Linked DNA regions of Mus musculus: region 2 is linked to region 1. Evidence: chromatin contacts called from public HiChIP or PLAC-seq data. All regions are on one chromosome and are shown on one strand. The core of a region is the stretch at or near the end of the contact, and the rest is flanking DNA. Distances in the headings are between cores, read along the strand shown. Region 1 has its middle 20 kb from the start of 4930538L07Rik. Region 2 has its middle 85 kb from the start of 4930447J18Rik.

Region 1 (6,302 bases), core at 2,535-5,034:
CTCTCTCTCTCTCTCTCTCAAGATCTTCTTTTTATTTTATTTTATGTATATGAGTACACTCTGTAGTTGTTGTCTTCAGACACACCAGAAGAGAGCATTAGATCCCATAGATCCCATTACAGATGGCTGAGAGCCACCATGTGGTTGCTGGAAATTGAACTCAGGACTTCTGGGAAGAGCAGTCAGTGCTCTTAACCACTGAGCCATCTCTCCAGCCCCCTTACTGCCTTCTCTAGCCTGTAATACTCAAGACCTCTCTGCCAGCACCACTAACAAGGGCTCTTGTGCTTGAAGGAGACTGTTGTTAGTTTGTTCTTCACAGTTGAAAACCAGTTCTGGGCCTTTGAAGTGTCAGATACTGGGGTCCCAGCGAAGGTTCCATGGAGGTGAGCAGAGGCGGCTAAGGATGATAAATCAAATGCAGCTTCAATTTTAATTTAAGAGCAAATGAGCCCCTGGTCAGCCAACTCCAGAAGTGGGGTGGGGGCGGGAGTGTCACATAAATGGTGACAGGATGTTGAAGAGGAACCGTCCCTGCCGTTGCTTGTTCTCTCTGATTAAACCAGACAGATGAAACTACTGATCTAGAGAGTTGTAATGACTAAGGCATTCAGGACGGATTAGAATACAACGCCTTCCCCAGATGCACTTGAGTGCCTGATTCTCCGCTCCCTTATCTTTGTAGCCTCCTCTGCAGAGCTGAGGTAGGAAGGACCTGACACTGCTGGACCCGCACCGTGGCTTGCTGCTAGCCACAGGTGCCCACTGGTCACTCAAAACCTGGCTATTTCAAGTCAGGATTGTTATAAGCGTCAGATAAAACATAGGATTTCAAAGATTTCTCACAAAAAAAAAATCTCTTTTAATAATCTTTTATAATAGGGTGGAGGTAGGATGTGGCTCAATGGTAGAGTATTTCCCCAGAATACAGGGTTGGGGGGGCGAGCTGGCTTTGATCCTCAGCATCACAAAAAGAAAAATATTGACTAATAATCTTATCTTGACAGGATATTTGAAATATATTAAATTTAACTAAACACACACTAAAAGTAATTTCGCTAATTTTATTGTTATTATTATTATTATTATTATTATTATTATGTTAGTTTTATGTGTATGGTTATTTTGCCTGCATGTATATGTGTGCTATGTGCAGAGGCCAGAAAAAAGCCCTGGAACTGGAGTCACAGACAGTTGTGAGCCAAAGTGTAGGTGCGGGGAATTGAACCTAGATCCTCTGGAAAAGCAGCCAGTGCTCTTAACCACCGATTCATCTCTTCAGCCCTAGACCTACTTCTTTTGTAATTTCTATGCTGGGAAGGCAGAGATGGGCAGATCTCTGGAGCTTGCAGGCCAGTCAGACTAGCCAAATTAATGAGCTCCAAGTTCAGTGAAAGACTCTGTATCAAAATTAAGGGGGGGAATGCAAGCAATAAATAAATAAATAAATAAATAAATAAATAAATAAATAAATAAAAATAAATAAATAAATAAATAAATATCATGAAAGTATGGACTTTTTGAAAATAAAAAGGGAGGTGAGAGAGGATGATGGGAAGGTGAAACCGACCAAAACCGTGATATACGTATACAAAACAGTCGCAAAGAAATATGTTTTTTAAAAACAAGACAGTGGCAGAGCAAGCCCGAGACAACCCCGAGCCCAGTGTCATATGGCAAGAGCGGGGCACTGCACACCCTTTTTTTTTCCTTAATTTTATTTTATTATTTAAGTGCATTTTACATATCAAACATATTAATAATATTGAGTATTTTGAGAATCAAATAATACATAAAAAATTTGTTCTTTATATTCATATCTTTCATACCCTAAAATATCATTAATGAATATTTAATACTATCTATAACTGGAGATCCTACATCTAATGTTGAATACTAACTTGTTTTAAAACATACAAAATATTCTTTGGGAATTAAGCATAGTAAAAAAGCATAAAATATTAAAGATGAATCATTAAGAAATATATTCAAAAGCCCTTATATGATATCACCTGACACAGTGAGAGAGTATTTAAATAGCATTATATATCTGTGTACATTGTCTAACTATTACGCTTACTTTAAAAAGATTATCAGTGTTTCTAGGAGAGAAATTATTTTATCAGTAAGTACATTTTAAAATTTTCAAAATAGCTGGAGCTGTTCCACAGCCCTCTGTGCACCTTCACTGCCAGGGGAGAGCTTGCCTCCAGGGAGTGGAGTCCTCCAGTCTCCCTGAGACCCTGGGACTCAGGTGAGATTGCCATTCTTTAAGGGATTTTTGTGTTTCCTCTTTAAGGACTTCTACCTGTTTAACTGTGTTCTCCTGTATTTCTTTAAGGGAGTTATTTATGTCCTTCTTAAAATCCTCTACCAGCATCAGGAGATATAATTTTAAATCCGAATCTTGCTTTTCCAGTGTGTTGGGGGGTATCCAGGACTTGCTGTGGTAGGAGTACTGGGTTCTGATGATGCCAAGAAACCTTGTTTTCTGTTGCTTATGTTCTTATACTTGCCTCCCACCATCTGGTTATCTCTAGTGCTACCTGCCCTCGCTATATCTGACTGGAGCCTGTCCTTCCTGTGATCCTGTGTCAGAACTCCTGGGAATCAAGCTGCCTCTGGGACCCTGAGATCCTGGTGTGACCAAGCTCCTGGGATCCTGGGATCCTGTGGTCTTGGGTGTGTTAGAGCACCTGGGAGTGGTGCTTCTTCTGGGTGTTGTGCGACTGGCTGCAGGGTTAGTGCCCAAGGTCTGCTTGGGGCACCTCTGATCCTATGATCCTGGAAGTGTTAGAGTGCCTGGAAGTGGAGCTTCCTCTGGGTGTTTTGGGACTGGCTGTGGAGTTCACTCCCAAGGTCTGCTCAGGGCTCCAGCTTAGACTGGAAGAAATCCATGCCACGGGTCGGGTGGAGTTGCTGGGTGCCTGGGTCCCACTGGTCTCCGGTACTGCACTCCTGAGACAACTCTACACCCAGAGGCCCCAGGTGGCGCTAAGAAGAGCAAGTGAGTACAGGAGAGATGGGAGAGGAGGAGAAACAGAAGGATGTGGGCACAGTGAGGAGAGGGGGAACTGGAGACTTGAGGGTAGTGAGGAACAGCCTGATGTGGGTAGCCCGGGATACCACCTAAAGCCATGGTGAGGTCCTGCCCAGTGCTGCCCCCAAGGTTCATATGTGGTCCATAACCCTGCAGCAGCAGGGTTCTGTGATCCAAAAAATGTCAGGCAGATGCCCCTGTTCTGAGCTGCTGCCTGGAGCCATTTGATATTTGAGGGTTGTGCAGAGCTGGCCTCACTCCTTGGAAGAGAAGGAGAGCTGGCCCGTCCCTCACTCAGGAAACAAAGTAGAGCTGATCCTGGTTGCAGGGTGAGCCGGCCAGAGGGCATGAGCACGGGAGGGCTGGCTCCACCACTTGATTCCCTCACCAACTGTGACAGAGGGGAGAGTTGGTCCCAAGGTCATGAGAATGGGAGAGCTGGTTTTGCTTCTTGCCAGTTACAGCATTGGATAAGCCAGGGCAGTCCTGGAGAGCTCACCCTGGAGGTCTGGGTGTCAGAGAGTTGGCATGCTGTCCAGCTCAGTTACCACCCAGGCCCAGATCCGGGGTTTGAATTGGCCCAACATCTACCTCATCTATGAACTGCTGGAGTGCACGAAGGCACTGGTCCTGCAGATCCCAAGCACAGGATCAACAGGCTATCAGGGAGGAGTCCCAGTGAGGATCCAGTATTGATGGTGTGGAAGAAGCCAGAGGCCTGGAACCAGACCAATGACTCACTGCAATGAACATTCGCAAGTAAAGGGGTGTGGACAAATGGTACACTGTATGACACACAGTGATGCATTACAGCTTCCACACTGAGACTTCTTTTTTATCTCTTGGTGGAGAGGTCCCAAGGGTACATGGTGGATATGAGTAGGATTGGGGTGCATGATGTAAAATTCAAAAAAGAACAATTAAAGGGGGTTTGTTTGTTTGTTTGTTTGTTTGTTTAAGAAAAACGACATGGAAAAATAAAAGGAGATGACTAACATCAGCGTCTGGCCTCCACATTCACACTAGCATGTACACACACACCACACACACATATACACACATACTCAAACACACACACTCATGCATACATACATACACACTCACACACATACACACACTCACACATTTACACACACTTACACACACACACACACACACATACACACACTCACACACACCATACATACACTCATACATACAAGCACTCACACACACACACACATATACACACATACTGAAACACACACACTCACACACGCATACATACATACATACAAACTCACACACCCACCACACACTCACACACATACACACACTCACACTTACACACACTTATGCACACACTCACATACACCACACACACACACACATCACACACACATACACACATACTATTCTTGACACTGTCAAAGCCTGAGGTGGGAGCCAGAAATTGAACCTCTAAGTTTTGCATCAGTGGTTCCAAGTGTGGTTGACTGTAGCAGCTCTTTAGTCAAGCACTGTTGAGCATGCAGCCTGCCAAGGCATGGATGTTTCTTGGCCTATGGTAGGGTTTCACGCCTATGAATTCACTTTAAGTTGAAAATATCCTGCCGTTCCATACACCTAGCCTGCTGACTCTCTTAACTTCTGTGTCTCCCTTGTAATGCAGTGCCTGACCCAGAACTGCTCCTCACTGCCTTTTGCCCAGTGCTGTTAGAGACCATGCCACCATCTACCACCAGCCTGAGAGACTATCAGATTGTGTATGGCTTCTGTACCTTTAGAAATTCAAATGCCCCACGTCAAGCTGTCATAAGTTGCAAGTCATCTTGCTGATAAACGATACGTATCCGAATGTGAGTCACACACTAAATATTAGTGCTGTTTATTTTTACATCACAAAAGAAAGAACTCATGGTGTTATCCTTCTCCCTTCTAATAGATCATCTTTAGCCTGCGAAGGACTCTCACTGAACAACAAATTACACTTGCAGGATGTTCCCAGCCTCCCCGCTCTGCACTCAGAAAAATCTTATTTATTGTCAGGACTCAGCTCGGGACTCTTCTTTGGGCAGCTCTTCCAGACAGCACCTCCCCCAGGTGGAGCTGAAGGTTGAGACCCTCTCTGAGCACTGAGCACGCTGCACAAATGTGACTGCCGTCCACTTATCATGAATTACAAATGTTCGTTTAACCTGCCAGCTCCCGAATCCTGGAGATGGCTGTGTTGATGTGTTTCACCTGCGCTTTTCAGGCAGCTCCTGGAGTACGGTATGTATGGATATTTTTTTAATGTTTGGGGGGGGGGGGGAAGAGCAACCTCATGTATGCAGTTAATCAACACTTTAAGGGAGCCATTGCCTTCTCTGTGGAAGCAGATTCATCCTGCGGCCTCAAGAGAAAATAGCCCACGCAGAAGAATGCGATGCAAAAAGCCATGGCAAGCTTTGCCTTTGGGCTTACGAGATCACAGCTAATTTATAGCTGAGCTGGAGCTGGAAGCCGATGAACAGCCTAAGCAACCCACAGCCTAAAGAGTGGGGCTGGGGTGGTTCTTTTTAACTGACCGGTTTAAGTATTTAATTGTCTTACAGGCAGGACCCTTCAGCCAAGTGACAATGGATGGTCTTGGGACCTTGGTGAGTTATTGTGAGGCCCGGCAAAGGAGGATGGAGACGGATCGGTTCAGGAGCATCACAGTCTACTATCTCTGGTTAGGTCTAGTGAAGAATTACCTGATGGAGGCCCGGGAGAGGGATGGTTCAGTGGTTACCAGCACGGGCTACTCTTCCAGGGGACCTGGGTTCAATTTCCAGTGTTAGGACCTAGGTAAAATATTAAGGCCTAGATGGAATGTTAAGGCCTAGGTAAAATGTTAAGACCTAGTTAATAGCTGGGCAGGGGTGGCACACACCTTTAATCCCAGTACTTGGGAGGCAGAGACAGGCAGATTTCTGAGTTTGAGGCCAGCCTGGTCTACAGAGTGAGTTTCAGGATAGTCAGGGTTACACAGAGAAACCCTGTCAAAAACAAAAACAAAAAAATAAATAAATAAACAAACAAACAAAACCCCAAAAACAACCTAGTTAACAGTTACCTAGCTAGCCTGCCATTATAAGAAAGCTTTCTCTTATGTTTCTCTATTACTAGGAAAATTTTAAATGGCAAGATTAATTACATATTCTATTATGTTCTGTGCCCTTGGAAACCAGTCATGATAGAAGTCGGTAGAACTGTTTTGTATAGTTACCCACAGTAAGCTTGGACCCCAAACAACCCT
Region 2 (6,302 bases), core at 1,856-4,355, 210 kb before region 1:
GCCCCTTAGAACTCTGGCAGGGGGCTCCAGGGCTCCTCTCCAAATGCTGAGAACTGTAACTGGTCCTCTTTGTAAACTGCATGCTGAAAACTCTAAAATCAGAGCACAGCCAGCCTGTTGATGTTCACCAGAACCACACCTGGGCACCCCCTTCAACAGCTTTGTATTGAAAATCCCGGTGGTGGGAGCATATATGAATTGAACATGTATGACTTTTCCCTAGTCATTAGTCCTTAACCATTATAGGACACCATCTGCTTATAGAATATTTATTTCATATCAGGCATTATAAATCATCTGGAGATGATTGAAGTATTTTAAGAGATACACGTAATTTATATGTAGCTATGACACCATTTTATACAAGGCACGAGGAGCATCCTTATGTTTTAGTATCCATGAGAAGTGGGAGTCGGAGACTCTCCCTCTCTCTCTCTCTCTCTCTCTCTCTCTCTCTCTCTCTCTCTCTCTCTCTCTCTCTCTCTCTCTCTCGTGCGCTCTCGCCCTCCCTCCCTCCCTCCCTCCCTCCCTCTCACTGCTTGGGACAGCAAAGGACAACTATGCCCTGCAAACTCAGGAAATATGGCAGCTGTGACAGTTTGTATATGCTTAGCCCAGGGAGTGGCACTATTAGGAGGTGTGGCTTTGTTGGAGTAGGTGTGTCACTGTGGACGTGGGCTTTAATGCCCTCCTCCTAGCTGCCTGGAAGTCAATATCTGCTAGCAGTCTTCTGATGAAGATGTAGAACTCAGCTCTTCCTGCACCATGCCTACCTGGACTCTGCCATGTTCCCACCATGATGATAATGAACTGAACCTCTGAACCTGTGAGCCAGCCTCAATCAAATGTTTTCCTTTATAAGAGTTGCTTTGGTCATGGTGTCTGTTCACAGCAGTAAAACCCTAAGCCAGCCAAGCCAGGAAAGGAATCTTGAGCTAGGTAAAGGGTGATGGGGAAACAGCTTGGATCCTCACAATTAGAGGACAAACCTCCTGCTCCGCCTCCACACTCCCCGCCACACACACGTAGTACAGCTCTCGGGGGATCCTGTGCTCATTCTCAGCCCAAAGAGTTGGTTATATCCTGCTTCTTCCTCCCAGAGCCAAGACTCCCTGGACTGAGTGACAACCACAAACACTACTGTGCTTTGGACAATTAGAGTCTGTCCTTTACTCCCCAGACAATTTCCTCCTCATACCACAGCCATCAGCTGTACCCAGAGCACTATTCTGGGCCTGGTCCTCACTGACTTTCCAACTGCCAAACCCAGTGACCTTCTCCTAGCCATTACCCTTCTTGACCTTTGCAGGGTAATTACAGTGGTTGGTCAAATACCACATTCTGGAATGTTCTCCAGCTACGGCCTGCTCATACTCTTCTCTGGTACAGGAGCAAGTGGAGAACCCAGATGTGCTCAAGCCATCTTGGTTCCAAGCCATCTCCTTCCAGCTCCTACCTGATAAAAAGCAAGAGCACTGGAACACAGAAGCCTCCCGGGACCTTTAGCTACCTCCTTTTCTTACCTTCTTTCCAGAAACTTCCTCACTGTTCTCTCCTCCTCCAACACACAAACACTCATTCAAATGTATGTGTTCACCCATTTTCCCAAGTATCTGTCGTTACCCATTTGTGTCCCTGGTCTCTCTCTCTCTCTCCCTCTCTCTCTCTCTCTCTCTCTCTCCCTCCCTCCCTCCCTCCCTCCCCCCCTCTCTCCTTAATATGACCAGTTGTAGTTCTCAAAGACCACATCTGTTAGCTTCCCAGCCCATCAGCTGTCTCCTTTCAACCACATTACCTTAGGACAGTATGTGGCAGCAATAGCTATGCCAGCTTGCAGCAATGAATTCTACTGTTCTTGATATTCATCTGGCTGTAGTTCATGTTCCCACTGAACTCTGCACATGTCTCAAGTGCCATTACTTTAAACCTTTAACCTTTTGCATCTTAGTTATCTAGATGAAGTGTCCTGGGAGTTCTGTTAACCAAGAGCAAACTTTCCTAGATAACATGTTCCAGGTGTCTGCTGTGGGAGGCCAGGTAAAGTCAAGAGTAGGCTTCCCTCAAAACTCCTGTGCTCTCCCCCTCTGTAGGCTTCAGGTAAAGGACTTTTGAATTCTGTTCCTTGGCCTCTGTAATGAAGCAACAGCCACCAAGCAAGCAAAGACTGGCATGGCATTTCACCCACAGACCAAATCCCGGCCTCTGTCGGGGAGTGCAGACGCACAATGCACACGACATAAAGAAGCCTGTTAGATGTGATGAAAGGACTGCTTCATAGGGTCACACTTCCTCAGATTCTCTACATTTTCCTGCTTTGTCTCTCGGACACCCACCAGGAAAGAACAGCAACACACAAGCCTGCAGGCTGAACAGAGATGGCATTGCATTCCCAGTGAGAAGTCCTGCAAATGCTCTGAGTCTTGCATTCAACACAGTGTAGCAAATTAAAAATAAAACTCAGGTTGTTTGGCTAGTAGTTTTCCAAGGCCTGAGTTGAGTTGATGAGTGGAAAATGTCCCCTGGGTTTGCTGCTGGCCACAGATACCAGCTGGTTATTATGTGGTACAAGGAAACACTTGTACTCATTCTGAGAAAGGGATTCATTAAATAATTTGCATGAGATGTAGATTAAAGGACCAGTTTTGTTACTGTTGATGTTGTTGTTGTATTTGCAAAACAGTCCAATCCCCTAGAAATATGGGATTATTTTATTAACACAATGTATATGAATGTGTGTGTTTGTATGTATATGTGAGTGATTGATATGTGTGTTGGTGTGTATGTAATTGTGTTTGTGTGTATGTATGAATGTGTATGTTTGTGTATATGTATGAATGTATGTGTTTCTGTGTTTCTGTGTAGGTATGAATGTGTGTTTCTGTGTATATGTGTGTATTGATGTGTGTGTTGGTGTGTATGTAATTTTATTTGCATTTGTGTGTGAATGTGTGAGTATGAGTATTTGTGTGAGTATGTGTGAGCATGTGAGTGTGTGTGGTGTGTGTGTGAGCACATGCACACATGTTAATGCTGAGTCACAGCATTTGAGAACTGGTTGTCACCTTTGACCACATGGGCTCTGGGGAGGAAGCTCAGGTCATCAGGTTTGATCCACTGCCAAGCTGAGCCATTTTGCTGGAAGTGATTTTAAGTCAACATTGGACTGGGATTCTCTGTAATGGTAATAATTTTGAAACAGCTCCATTGATAGAGTCTTTTCATAAGTATTTGAGAAGATCTAACCTGTGGTGCCCACTCATGACATTATCTCCTTGAGAGCACATTTAAACTTCATTCTCTGAAAAGCTGTGTGGGAGAGTTTGGGTCATAATTATATGTTCGGATTTTGCTTGAGAGAACCTATTAGATAAGAAGATGAGTCAGAGTTATTGCTGAAGTGGTAGGGAAGAAACCCTTAGGTACCATCTGGAACATGGCCAGTTTGTGGGTATTGTTCACGTTATTTTCTTAGAAAAGCTGGGAATAGAATTCAGAGTGATTGACTTCCATGCCAGTGTGTTCTGCCTCATCACTGTGCCTCAGCCCTGAGCTGAGTCACGGGGAAAGCAATTTAGGGACTTCCAGTCAATTCAGTAGGTATTTGCTGGGTGAATTATGGTGCTATAGAGTGTTAGAGGAACAAATTAATCCCTGATGCCTCAAAACTGCTCCCTCTAACTTTATATTGCAGGTCTTAACATCAGTTGTGAAGGAGAAAAGGTTACTGGAAACCTGCATGTATTTTAAGTACAGGGCTTACTTAGCTCAGGCCACCAGTCCTTATAGATCCTGAACCTTTCCAGCCTTGCAGTTTGCCCTCCACCTACTGAGAGATGAACCCCCTCTGCCATATTTCCTTTGCGTGTGCCAACACAGACCCAGACAACTATGGACCTCTAAAGCTGTGAGACAAAATAAACCTTTTCCCTTTATAAGTTTATTTTTCTCTGGTAGTTTTGTCACAGCGATGGGAAGCTAACACAAACAATAACTGTTGCTATCATCTTTATATTGATTCAGAGAAATGACAAATTCAAAAAGGAGAGAAGTGGAGGCCAGACCATGGAAGAGGCTTTTTAAAAGCTTCATTACAGAATTTGGACTTCAGGGATTCTTGGGGTGTCACTCAATTTGGTAAAATGTTAAGATGTATGAGCACCTGGGTTCAATTCCCAACATTGCATAATCAACTTGGTAGTGTACAGAATTCAGGAGGTAGAAATAGGAGACTCAGAATTTTAATCCTCAACTATATATCAAGTTTTAAGCTAGCCTAGGCTATATGAAGACCTGTCCAAAACAAACAAACAAACAAACAAACAAAAAACCATTCACATCTTGTTCAAAGGAAATGAAGAGCAACTACAGTTCCTTAGTTAAGAAAGAGTATAACCCAATCTGAATCCAGTGATGATCTCTCTGGATCCTGTGTGAGAATGGATGGAATGAGAGGGATGGTGGGCAAGACCAGAAAGAGCAAGACCTCCGGTGGGTGGTCACAACAGTGATGGTAACACCTGGACCAATCAATGCAGGATCCAGGAAGGGTTAGGGGACTCCAGAAATGTCTGCAGCATTCATCAGCTGGTCTCAACTCTATTGAGCTGTGAAGTTTGGCCAGGAATTGTGACCAGGGCAGGCTGGGACACCACCGGTGGCTGATGGTAGTGCGCATGCGCAGTGCAGTGGCAGCCATGCTGGATGTGCTAGAGCTGGACAAGACCGGGCAGAAGAAAGCGATGAGCTCAACCTGAACTTTTTGATGGACAAACAAAAATACTACTCATGTGAGAATTAACCAAGAGAGTATGTTAGTTGTGGCACCCCAGGGATATGCAATAAATTTTCCTTTCCTGTGTGCCAAACTATTTTATTTTCTAGGATCCCTACTTTCTCATATATGTGGGGCCAGATTCTACTGCTACTGCAACACTCATCTCAAAGGTGATCATGAGACTAGATTTAGTGCAACAAATTTCCAGTATAGTGTATTGCATTTGGTCAATAAAACCTGGTTGCAAAAGATACAGGGCCGAGGTTCTGTGTTTCCCAGCTAGACCACAAGGCCCTGGGTTTGACCTTCAGCCACACACACATGCACACACACACACACACTTTTCCCCCAATCATTCTCACTGGTATCATTCTCTGAGATCAAGAAAGTATGAAAGGCTAGATCCCTGCATAACAAGAAAACAATACTCATACATATTTTTCTAAAGATACCCATTTGGCAAATGTCTCAGCATGCCTGTTGTTAGTGAGATTGCATGTTTTCATTCCATGGTCTGTGTTCAGTTCACATTACAGAGTGCTCTGTGCTTCCCATAGCTTTATTGGCTCTGCAAATTTGCTTGCAAACACTAAAAAGACACCTTGCTTTGATCAGAGCATAACAGAAACCATTAGTAAAATGCTGAACTGCCCATTGTCTAAAGGACCTTTTGAAAAATGGAAGGTAATGAAGTAGAGGACAGCAAAATACTGACCGAGCTCAGTCACAGTACTCAGGGTGCCACCCTGTCTGATCAGGACTTAAAAGAAACAACAAAACGTATAAAATTGTATGTTTAGAGACATGGGGGACTCAGCGGTGAAGGGAGGTTTGAAAACACTTGTGTCTTGGGATGAAAGAACTCTTGTCATTAATATCCAGTTTGGCTTTGCATCTCCCAGGATCTATCATGTTATTAAAACTAATCTGGCCACTGATGATAGCCCAAATCCATTTGTTTATGTTATACCGCACTAAGCAGTAAGTGTTAGTGAAAAAAAGCTAAAAGTGAAAACAGAAACACTGACCATAAAAGCAGCGCTGCAGCATCGTGTACACAGTCCTCCATGTAAACCCAAGAGGCAGACTGGTTGGTTTTCCATGCAGAATATCGGAGAGGTTGAGAGGAAAGCAACTCCTGGCGTGTCCCAAGTCCTCCCTGGGTAAGAAAGGCATAAATCTGGGACCGGTTGACACACCCTGCATTCGCTTTCAACAAAACAGCTGTGATATCAAAACTTCAGACATGAAGGTCATAGGCATTCTAAACATCACCAGCAGATGAAGTGTGGTCTAGACGCTGAACTCTGAGTTCAGTTTTGCCCCTCTGGTTTCAAAGTCTCTTCTTTCCTGAGCAAGTTGTACAAAGCTAGCACCTCACCTGGGGTTCTGCTCTTAATAATAAAGCAGAACTTTTAACATTGACTTGGCTGAAACAATCAGACCACCCTGCCTGCTCCAAATCCTCCTGTTCTTGATGGGTTCCTCATGAAAATCCTTTCTGGGGTCCCAGCATGCCTTGTGGCTG

What was found. HiChIP or PLAC-seq counts read pairs in DNA pulled down with a chosen protein or histone mark.
Region 2: an H3K27ac HiChIP or PLAC-seq map of the NIH/3T3 cell line shows a contact between it and region 1, with 3 times the contacts expected there. The contact joins two enhancer-like sites. A contact is called at or near these places in 1 of 484 Hi-C or Micro-C datasets (embryonic fibroblasts) and 3 of 115 datasets of contacts at active chromatin or transcription factors (the NIH/3T3 cell line, astrocytes and embryonic stem cells).

What each region holds. Positions count from the first base shown.
Region 1 is chr14:47,773,928-47,780,229 of GRCm38.p6, reverse strand. No RefSeq gene overlaps it. Among named protein-coding and RNA genes, the nearest start is that of 4930538L07Rik, 20 kb to the right of the region's middle. Within about 2 kb of position 3,784, at least 30 of the 459 cell types and tissues checked have an H3K27ac peak or open chromatin away from gene starts, as enhancers often do. A contact at or near this core is called in the NIH/3T3 cell line, where this site is marked.
Region 2 is chr14:47,980,329-47,986,630 of GRCm38.p6, reverse strand. No RefSeq gene overlaps it. Among named protein-coding and RNA genes, the nearest start is that of 4930447J18Rik, 85 kb to the right of the region's middle. Within about 2 kb of position 3,105, at least 24 of the 459 cell types and tissues checked have an H3K27ac peak or open chromatin away from gene starts, as enhancers often do. A contact at or near this core is called in the NIH/3T3 cell line, where this site is marked.